Regions from separate parts of the Sus scrofa genome. Here region 1 is linked to region 2. The links are chromatin contacts, called in public promoter capture Hi-C maps. All regions are on one chromosome and are shown on one strand. Each heading gives the region's core, a stretch centred on a gene start, on an enhancer-like site or on the middle of the called end of the contact. The rest is flanking DNA. Distances are from core to core; before and after follow the strand shown.

The links. Promoter capture Hi-C pulls out the DNA fragments that hold promoters and counts their contacts.
Region 1: a contact with region 2 is called in a promoter capture Hi-C map of liver, with 5 times the contacts expected there. The contact joins the promoter of ESCO1 here to the promoter of ROCK1 in region 2. A contact is called at or near these places in 1 of 5 promoter capture datasets (liver) and 1 of 47 Hi-C or Micro-C datasets (embryonic fibroblasts).

What each region holds. Positions count from the first base shown.
Region 1 is chr6:106,786,586-106,791,774 of Sscrofa11.1, reverse strand. It overlaps ESCO1 (N-acetyltransferase ESCO1), which reads left to right and starts at 2,330. Exons shown (of 13, transcript XR_002345055.1): 1 at 2,330-3,282.
Region 2 is chr6:106,311,543-106,316,430 of Sscrofa11.1, reverse strand. It overlaps ROCK1 (rho-associated protein kinase 1), which reads left to right and starts at 1,433. Exons shown (of 33, transcript XM_005653400.3): 1 at 1,433-2,475. The coding sequence starts at 2,383.

The sequences.
Region 1 (5,189 bases), core at 1,081-3,580, 470 kb before region 2:
CACCGTGGCATATGGAAGTTCCCAGGCTAGGCGTCGAATTGGAGCTGCAGCTGCCGGCCACAGCCACAGCCACAGCAGCACCAGATCCAAGTTGCGACTGCAGTTTGGGTGGACTTGGCTCCAAAAAAAGAAGGGCAGGAACTGAGAACCCACCTATGATCACCACTCTCCAGATTCTCAAAGGCAAGAGTACCATTTTACCCATCCCCACAGTTGTGCAACGCAAAGAGTAGCACAGAATTTGTGTTCAAAAGCCAAGGATCATAGTGCAAGAGCCCTGGATTCTATATCTAGAGTCTTCTAAGAGGCTTTCTCTGAACACTCACCATGGTTAAATCTGGTGGAAATTTCCACAATTTCTTGTTGACACCACACTGCTGCCCAAGGAAGAGGGTATGTAAGGAGAAGCTGAGGTCCCGAGTTTAGACAGGCTCTGGGGAAGGAGAGAAGGGTGGATCACCTCCCCTTTACTTTGCACTGGCCCAGGTCCAAGATTAAAGGTATGTTTCTTTTTCTCTTTTCTTTCTTTGTCGTTTTAGGGCTAAACCCTGGGCATATGGAGGTTCCCAGGTAGGGGTCCAATCAGAGCTATAGTCAATGGCCTACCGCAGAGCCACAGCAACAGCTGTGTCTGCGACCTACACCACAACTCATGGCAACACTGGCTCCTTAACCCACTAAGAGCACTGAACCTGAGTCCTCATGGATGCTAGTCAAGTTCATTAACTGCTGATCCATATGGGAACTCCGTATTTTTCTTTTTCTTTCTTTTTTTTTTTTCTTTTGTCTTTTTGACTTTTCTAGGGCCGCTCCCACGGCATATGGAGGTTCCCAGGCTAGGGGGTCTAATCGCAGCTGTAGCCACCGGCCTACGCCACAGCCACGCTGGATCCGAGCCTTGTCTACAACCTACATCACAGCTCATGGCAACACCGGATCCTTAACCCACTGAGCAAGGCCAGGGATTGAATCTGCAACCTCATGGTTCCTAGGTGGATTCGTTAACCACTGAGCCACGACAGGAACTCCTCTTCTTTTGGTCATTTTAGGGCCGCACCATGGCATATGGAGGTTCCCAGGCTAGGGGTCCAATTGGAGCTGTAGCTGCCGGCCTACATCACAGCTCACGGCAATGCTGGATCCTTAACCCACTGATTGAGGCCAAGGAAGAAACCCGCAACCTCATGGTTCCTAGTCGGATTCGTTTCCACTTCACCACAATGGGAACTCCCATATTTTTCTTTTTCAATGAAAAGTTTTGTCTGGATATATGCCCAGGCGTGGGATTCCTGGATCATATGTAGTTCTACAGTTTTCTGAGGAATCGCCCCGCTGTTTTCCATGATGGTCGTACCAATTTACATTCACACTAACAGTGCAGGAGGGTTTCCTTTTATCACATACTCTCCAAAATTTGTTACTTGTAGTCTTATTAATGATAGCCATTCTGACTAGGGTGAGGTGGTACCTCATTGCAGTCTTGATTTGCATTTCTCTATTAGTGATGTTGAACATTGTTTCATGTGCCTGTTGGCCATCCAAATGTCTTCTTTGGAGAAATGTCTATTCAGGTCTTCTGCCTATTTTTCAACAGGGTTGTGTTGAGTTGTAAGAGTTGGTGTTTGTGTATTTTGGAGATTAAGTCCTTTTCTGTTGCATTCTTTGCAACTATTTTCTCCATTCCATAGGGTTTTTTTTTTGTTTGTTTTGTTTTGTTTTTTAATGGTATCTAGTCACTTGTTATGGAACATTATAGAGGAAAATGTGAGAAAAACAATACAGGTACATGTGTAACTGAGTCACTTTGGTCTACAGCAGAAATTGATGAAACACTGTAAATCAAGTATAATAAATTAAAAAAAGAGGAGTTCCCGTCGTGGCGCAGTGGTTAACGAATCCGACTAGGAACCATGAGGTTGCGGGTTCGATTCCTGCCCTTGCTCAGTGGGTTAACGATCCGGCGTTGCCATGAGCTGTGGTGTAGGTTGCAGACGCGGCTCGGATCCCGCGTTGCTGTGGCTATGGTGTAGGCCGGTGGCTACAGCTCCAATTCGACCCCTAGCCTGGGAACCTCCATATGCCGAGGGAGCAGCCCAAGAAATGGCAAGAAGACAAAAAAAAAAAAAAAAAAAAGTAAATAAATAAATTAATTAATTAAAAAAAGAAAAGGCACTTGGAACTATACCTAGTTACTTATGATGGAGCATAATGTGAGAAAAAAGAATGTATACATGTATGTGTGACTGGGTCACCTTGCTGTACAGTAGAAAATTGACAGAACACTGTAAACCAACTATAATGGAAAAAATAAAAATCACTATAAAATAGAAAAAAATTTAAAAAGAACAGAAAAAAAGGAAAACAATGAGATACAGAGTCAAGTCAGAATAAGTCATTTAAATAAATAATAATGCTACAAATCAGAAAAAAATTAAAGGTATGTTAATTATTAGTCTCAGAGAGCAGTACCTACAACCTAAAGAATCAATACTGAGGGATTTTTCAAGAGAAACCACCACCGCTACGGGGGCGGGGGAGGGGGCGTGGAGGTGGTTTATACCAACAGACAATCCGGGGAAAGGCCAGTGGCCGCCGCTTCCCAGTTGAGGCACCCGCCCGCCCGCGGGGTGCGCGCAAAGCCTCCCATCACGCCTGCGCTGGGCTCGGACGCGGGCTCGCCTTTCCCCGACGCCCGGCCGTCCAGGACGGGGTGAAAAACTGCGTGACACGCAACGAGCGTGGCGGCCATCTTCGTCTTCTGGGCATGTCAGCTGAGCCGGTTTGAGCAGAAGAGGAGCGTTGCGCAAGCGCGCCCAAGACGGTCCCAGGTAACTCCCATCTGACGGGCGAGGCGTCGCCGTCGTCGCCGGAAGTTTGCCGTTTCTGCGCCGCGGGAGAGGCGGCGGTGGCGGCAGAAGCAGCTGAGCGTCCCTGGGTACCCGGATGTGAGGCGGTCTACGGGCTCGCGTCGGACTCTCTGCCAGGAGTGAGGAAGGTACGCGAGCTTCCCCACCGGCTCCGCCGCCCGCTGTCGCGCCCCCGGCGTCCTCGCAGCGCTGCTGCCAGCCCCTCCGGCGAGCCGGACGCTTCTCCCCCTTCCTGTCCCACCCTCTGGGTCGTTGCCTCGCACGCCTCTTCCTACTCCTCGGGTCTCAGTTCTCGGCGCCCCTGGTAGAGAGTGGGCGGCTCGGAGAACGCGGTCGCCCGAGGCAGGCAGGCAGCCTGCCCGTGTCGGTTGCCTAGTCGCCGCATCACCTGCCACATCCCGCTAGGCGGTCACAGGTAATGAGGGGCCGTGGCTGAGAATCGGGTCGGGCCGGTGCTCTCGGCGGCCGCGCGGGCTTCCGGAGCCCCGAGGTGGCGTGCATCCATTACGACGGCCGGGGCGGTGTTGGCGCCCGCCCGTCCGCAGGTAGCCCGGGCCTGGCCCTCGCCCCCGGCGTCTCTCCTGCCCGGTGTCTCCCAGGTCCAGCCGCACCAGCCCCGGCGGAGCTGCGGTGCTACGGTTCTGTCCCCCTGCCCCCGCCGCCACCCACTGACCCCGCGTGAACCCCGCGGCCTCTGCAGTCTGCGCGGCGGGATGTGGGGCTCCTGGTTTCCCAGCCCTTAACCCGGGAGGGGAGCGGTGGCCCGGGTCCAAGGTCATAGAGTGTTTCTGGTTGGACTTGAAGGTCTGGGCGCAGGGTAGGGCTGCCCCGGAGTAGAAATTGGATACGTTGAGGGCTCGAGAGAAGTTTGTAGAGCTCGATGCGAGCAGAAGGGAATTGGATCTTCGATTTTGATCACTATTCGTAAGATTATTTTGCAGCGGGGGTTTGTTTTACTCAGGCAGAATGAGATAGATAGTAAGTCCAAAAATTGGACAGCACTCTCACACTCTCAACCTCCCCCCCGCCCCCATCCTCCTGGGGTTGAGTTCTGAAAACCCAAAAGGTACTGTATTTTCCAGGAGAGGGGGCGGGGAAGGGAGAAGGCATTAAGTCGTTGAGGTTTGAGAAGTTCTGTAAACCTTGTTTCCTGTAAAGCTTTTGGAGAGCTGAAAAGGGATTCTTGAAGCAGGAAGTAATTGCAACACACCGTATTTAAATAGTATTATCAAGTGGTATTTCAATAAATAGCCTTTCCAGAAACTAATAAAAGAATGTTGCTTAGTGGAAGAGTAGGATGTGGGTGTGCTTTGCTTTTTCCCCTACCGAAACATTATTTTTAAAAAACTGGGTAAAACAGGATTTCAGTTTAAAACATTTTGAATGTCGTGAACCATGCTGTATTGACTCAGCTTCTTCTGATTAGCTCTTTAGTTTCTGCTTTACACGGGGCACCAACTGCGAAGTTTTTTTAATTTGGAAAAAAAAATCTCACGATGGAATTAGATGTGAGAGTGCATGAAAGGTGCTTTAAAAGTGCTTAATTTGGAAGCTGCAAATTCAGGCCCAGGGCATGTGAGGAAATGAGAAAACTAACGGAGACAATTGCCACTTTTAGGCTGAATGCAGTATATGCCCCTTAGGTCAGATATGTGACTTTGAAAGTATCTTTCTTAGAATAAAGCTTGCCCTGCTTTATGAGCTTCTGCCTATTTTAGTACTTCCTGGGGAGGGAAAATACGCTGTCATTTCTCATTGATTAGTATTATAATTCTGCAGTGAAAAATAATTTTTTAAAAAATATCAGCCTCAAGATTTTATACCAGGCATTTAAATTGATAAATTATGCCTACAGAATAACTGAAAAAGGACCTTAATTTATTGAATGCCGTTAACCCCTTTTGCTAGATGGCCCTTTTTATAGCTTGGTAATTCATTATAGCACAAAGGTGACTTTAATTTTTCTAATAATGAAGGAGATTAGCAATATACAATGGATTGTTTTTACAGTGGAGTTAAGTGTTTTTCATAAGTTTTGCTAGCAGATTTATGTACACACAGTTATTTGAATAATCTCAACTGCAAGTGATAAGAATTTTAGTGGTAGTGAGAAACAAACGCTAGTAAAATTGTTACCACACGTAATGCTCTTAAGGACTGTTAATTTTGTGAAGCCCAGACCTTAATGTTTTTCTGTGCATCCTTTTTTCTTGACACCGTGAAAGTTCTTTGACTCTATTTCTGCATAAGTTCTATATTCAGCTGCTGTGGCTACTTTTGACAAATACATCATTCTGTTTGCCTGACTATCCTTTTTTGTGG
Region 2 (4,888 bases), core at 184-2,683:
GGTCTAATCGGAGCTGTAGCTGCTGGCCCACACCAGAGCCACAGCAACAAGGGATCCGAGCCTCGTCTGTGACCTACACCACAGCTCACAGCAACGCCGGATCCTTAACCCACTGGGCAAGGTCAGGGAGGGAACCTACAACCTCATGGTTCCTAGTCGGATTCATTAACCACTGAGCCATAATGGGGACTCCCCATCTAGTTGTTTTTGATATGATTCTTGTGAGGACTTCCTATCTTGATTTATACAGTGGATTTTACATCTATTTCTTGTATCTAATGCAATGAAAAGAGAAGAGACATTTTTCAAATAATATAACTTTTCCTAAACCCTGACTCACTTCAGAAAGTTGGTGAACTGTTCAGACGCTGCACAGTGATTTTTACATACAAAGACAATTGGTTCATCTGCAGCATTTTCCAGTGTGGGATAAAACATTTACATTTTTTATTTCTGGCAATACTTCATTTGACCTATGAGCAAAACTAAAGATTGACTACATACGAATTACGGTAGATTTCCTGCTGAAAGCAGTGAGGAACATAACTTTATCAGCAGATTGGGGAACAGTCTCACTCTCTCAGTACAGTCAATGACGCAACTTATTTAAGAGGACATGCCCATTATTTTCACGTTCTACTTTAGTCTGGTAAAATCACAATTCCAAGTTTCACTGAATGTTTTGAAATTGAAACGTCAGGATTACGCATCAATAAGTGAACTACAATGGTGTAGGACAACTAGTAACATTAACTTAAAAATACGGATTTTTCCTACGAGATTATAATTATTATTTGGCTTGTTTTTTAAACTAAACTGAGTTTGATTTCTACTGACTAGATCTTCCGGAGTCAATATTTTAATGCTCCCCTGACACACACGCTCGGTTTAGGAGGGTTATGAACTGCATTGCTTCGTAATTTTCCCATGGAAGCACAGGCGAGTTAAACCATGTGGAGTTCACTCAGTACTACTGAAGACCTGAAACCGGTGGTGCCAAAATGCTGATGCCTGCCGGCGGAAAGGTATTTGCCCTTAAAACAAGAAACAAACGACAACAAAAACAAAAACCCACTTAGCTCCAAAATAACAATAACAAGCACCCTTTCTTTCTTGCCAGAATTCACCCGACGGTTGCAGCCCAAAGGAAGCGGAGCTGAGGCAGCGGCCAGGACGCGACTAGAGGCAGCAAGAGCTCCTCCCCAGCCCGGACTCTCACAGCCGCTTCCTAAGCGCTGCGTGGCTCCCTAGAGCCTGCCGGCGAGAGGGTTACGCTGCCTGCCGCACCCGGTCGGCTCCTCACGGCTGCCAGCCTACCCCGCCCGCCCGCGAAGCCCGGGGTGCGCCACGCCTTCCGTCCGGCCCCGCCCAACCCAGCCCCGCCCGGCCCTGCGGAGGCGCCGGAGTGCGCGCGCGCGCGCGCGCGCGAGGCAGGCCCGGTTCCCCTTCCGAACGTCCGCGCCCCGCATGCGCAGTCTACGCCGGCGGTCTCCGTTTGTTTGAACAGGAAGGCGGACATATTAGTCCCTCACGGCCCCCATCGCCCCACCCCCCAAAGCGTTCGCCGTCGCGACTCGCCCTTTCCCCAGCCGGGGCCGCAGCACCTCCCAGGAGCTCCCCCAGCAGCAGCCGCCGGGACCCGACTCTCATCTCCTTTACCGGCCGCTCTCCAGCCTGTCCTCTCCTAAGTCTCCATCGGGCACCGACCTCGCCCTGCCCCGCCGGACGCCACAGCAGCAGCCCCAGCAGCGCCAGGACAAAATGGGAGAGTGAGGCTATCCCTCGGGGACCAGCTCTTGGCCGGCGCGGGTCGGTGCGTCGGGCCGGGCCAAGTGGTGCCGGGGATGCAGGGCTAGACCGCCTCCAGCGCCTCAGAACGGAGCGGGCCCGGCCGGGGGCCCAGGCGGCGGCGGCGGCGGCAGCTGGCACGGCTCCGCACCCGCCCTTCGCTTTCGCCTTTCCTCCTCTCCCTCCCCTGCTGCCCGGAGGAGTCTCCACCCTGCTTCTCTTTCTCTACCCCCTCCTGCCCATCTCGGGACCGGGAACTCTCCATGGCCAAGGCGGCCGGGGCCCGCTAGGCTGAAGCATTTGCCTGGAGCGACAAGTCTGGTGGCGACGGCGCTGTCGGCTGTCGTGAGGGGCTGCCGGGTGGGATGCTACTTTGGGCATCCGAGCGGCTGTGGGTCGCCGTCGCCCCCGGCCCGGGGTCTGGAGAGCGGAGATCCCCTTAGTGAGGGGGAGGAGGGGGACCGCGCGCACCTGGTGACCCTGGAGTTCCGGCTCCTCCGCCCGGCGGCCGCGAACCCACCGCCGGAGGAAGTTGGCTGAAATTGCTTTCCGCTGCTTGTGCTGGTACGAGGGTATTGTCACAGTAGCAGCAACATGTCGACTGGGGACAGTTTTGAGACTCGGTTTGAAAAAATCGACAACTTGCTGCGGGATCCCAAATCGGAAGTGAATTCAGATTGTTTGCTGGTGAGTAGCCCAGTTCTCTTTTGCTTGTCTGAGGTTCTCTGTTTATTTCCTTCCTCTTGCTTTCAGTCTGGTTATCGGCAAAAGAAAAATTCAGGTGTGGAAAACACCAAAATCTGGTGGTGTTTGTGAAGAATATTGGAGTACCACTAAAATCTCGTGCTGTGGCCCTGTTTATCATTGTACTAACTACTCTCTCAACTTGTAGTTCTGACTCAGTTCATCATTACACAAAAGACACTTAATAAACTTGCAGGCATCATAGTTACCCCGTCCAGCTTATTACTATGTGTATAGTTTGTTGATTGGCGATTTTAGTAATATTAATCTTTCTGATCGGTTTGACAGTAAGATTGGAAAAGACTGTTTTCCATTTTCAGCGATTTACCTCCTTAAGGGTTTAATTTTTAGACTTGTGACAATATAGAATCTATATTGAGGAAGTGATTTTTGAGCCAAAGTGTCATAGGTGATTTGAGTCTGAGAGAACTTTTTTGCTGGACTACTAAGTGTAAAAATCCAAGATAACTGATGATAGGTCATCACATTAAAGTCTTTTACAATATTGTTGATTACAGAAGTCCTGCACAGATATTTTATCATAACTGCCCTTTTTTTGGTAGTGTTGTACCTGTTAACATTATGTCTTTTGAAACATTCTAAAGAAGTTTTTATGATATGAAAGGCCAAAACACGATTTTAAAAATTCTTCAGTGGTTTATAGCATGAACAATTAATTGTAGATAATTGGAATTCTTAAGTTTTGTCAATTTCCCCTAATAGTAATAGTTGGAAACCATCTGTAAGGAAGTTTTTCTTTTTATTTTACTGAACAACTAAAAGTTATATAATAGTTCTATTGGTCCATGCACAACCATATAATCTCTAAGGTTGCAAAGAGTATGTATATGAATAGTGATTTACAACCTTCTCAGGGATAGGTGTTAGATGTACACAATATTTGGGATTAGAATTAAGTGAACTAAATAATTCCACTCCAGAGAAATAATATTTTAAAATCTCATCTTGAATCAGGGAAATGATGTAGATCATTTAAAATTAACATACATTTCAGTTACTCCCAAATACCTGTGTATGTTTTCTAATGTGTATGGTTCTACATGAAAGTTTCTCCCCACAGCTTTTTAAATTACTCTGAGCATCCTTGACTGAAATAAACTGTGGGCTTTATGTTTGAAATGTCTCACCCACGTTGTGCATGCTCTTCATATTGAGAAACAAAAAGGAGGGTTAATGCTTAATACAATTGAGAACATTTTATCGAATGAGAGAAGTGGAAGAATTTAGGACATGTCTTTCTAAGAAGAATCTCTGTAACTCTTAAGATGTCTAATTCTTCATTTAATATTTGTCCAGTTTCCTTGTATCTGTGATTTTACATTGCTTTTTGATCTCCTTATTCCATTACAAGGAGGGTTTAGTAGATTTTTTTGTTGTTGTTTGGTGGGGTTTGTTTTTAGTTGTCTTCTAGCCTATTGCCATAGCTTCATTTGTTGGGAACGTCACAAGTTTATTGAAATGTGGAGGATACAAGGAAATATAAGTCATGGAGTCTTTCCTTAAAAGTACCAATCTGTTTAGAAAAACAAGTCCTAATCTTATACACATACACAAAAACAAAGCTAACACTTCACAGAGGAAATATGTGATAAATTTCAAATATTTGGTATAGGTAATATACATTCTTGTATATTGAAAGGAAGAACTCTCTGTGAGTTGAGAGCCAGAGTATGCTATATGCTGCATGGATAGGATTTAGATGGAGAACATTCAAAGAGGGAGTGAAAGATAACAAGAATGGAAATGTGATCGGCCAGGAAGTGTTTAGGGAAACAGTAGATAAAGTTGGAAGGACAGATTGGCGTTAGAGTGTGAGGGATTTGACTGGTAGGTTAAAGAATTTAGATTTTCTTCAGTATGTTGTGGCTATTAAGTGTTTATAAACAAGACTGTGCCAGGATGAATGAAGAAGATGAATCTGGTAGTTGTGTGCAGGATGGGTTGTGTGGAAAGAGACTGGAGATGGGGAGAGATTGGGAGTTTTTTTGTTCGTTTTGTTTTTTTAATTATTGTAATAGTCCAGAAATGATTGGAGCCCCAAACTGAAACATTAGAATGAGAAATGAGGAATTAATGGAATTTGATTGGCAAGGTTGGGGAGAAGAGAGAACCAAAAAAATTGTTAGATTATTCTAACAGTTCTAAGCCTGAGTTATAGGGAGACTGATGAAAACATGGGTGAAAATAATGAAATCACATTTGGAAATCATTTGGGAAGAATAGGCAACAGGTTAATTTAATATTAGATTCGTGTTTGAGGGGGTAGTGGGACAACTACAAAGAAGTGGTCTATAGACTGTTGGAGACATGAAACTGAGCTCATAATTAAAGGCAA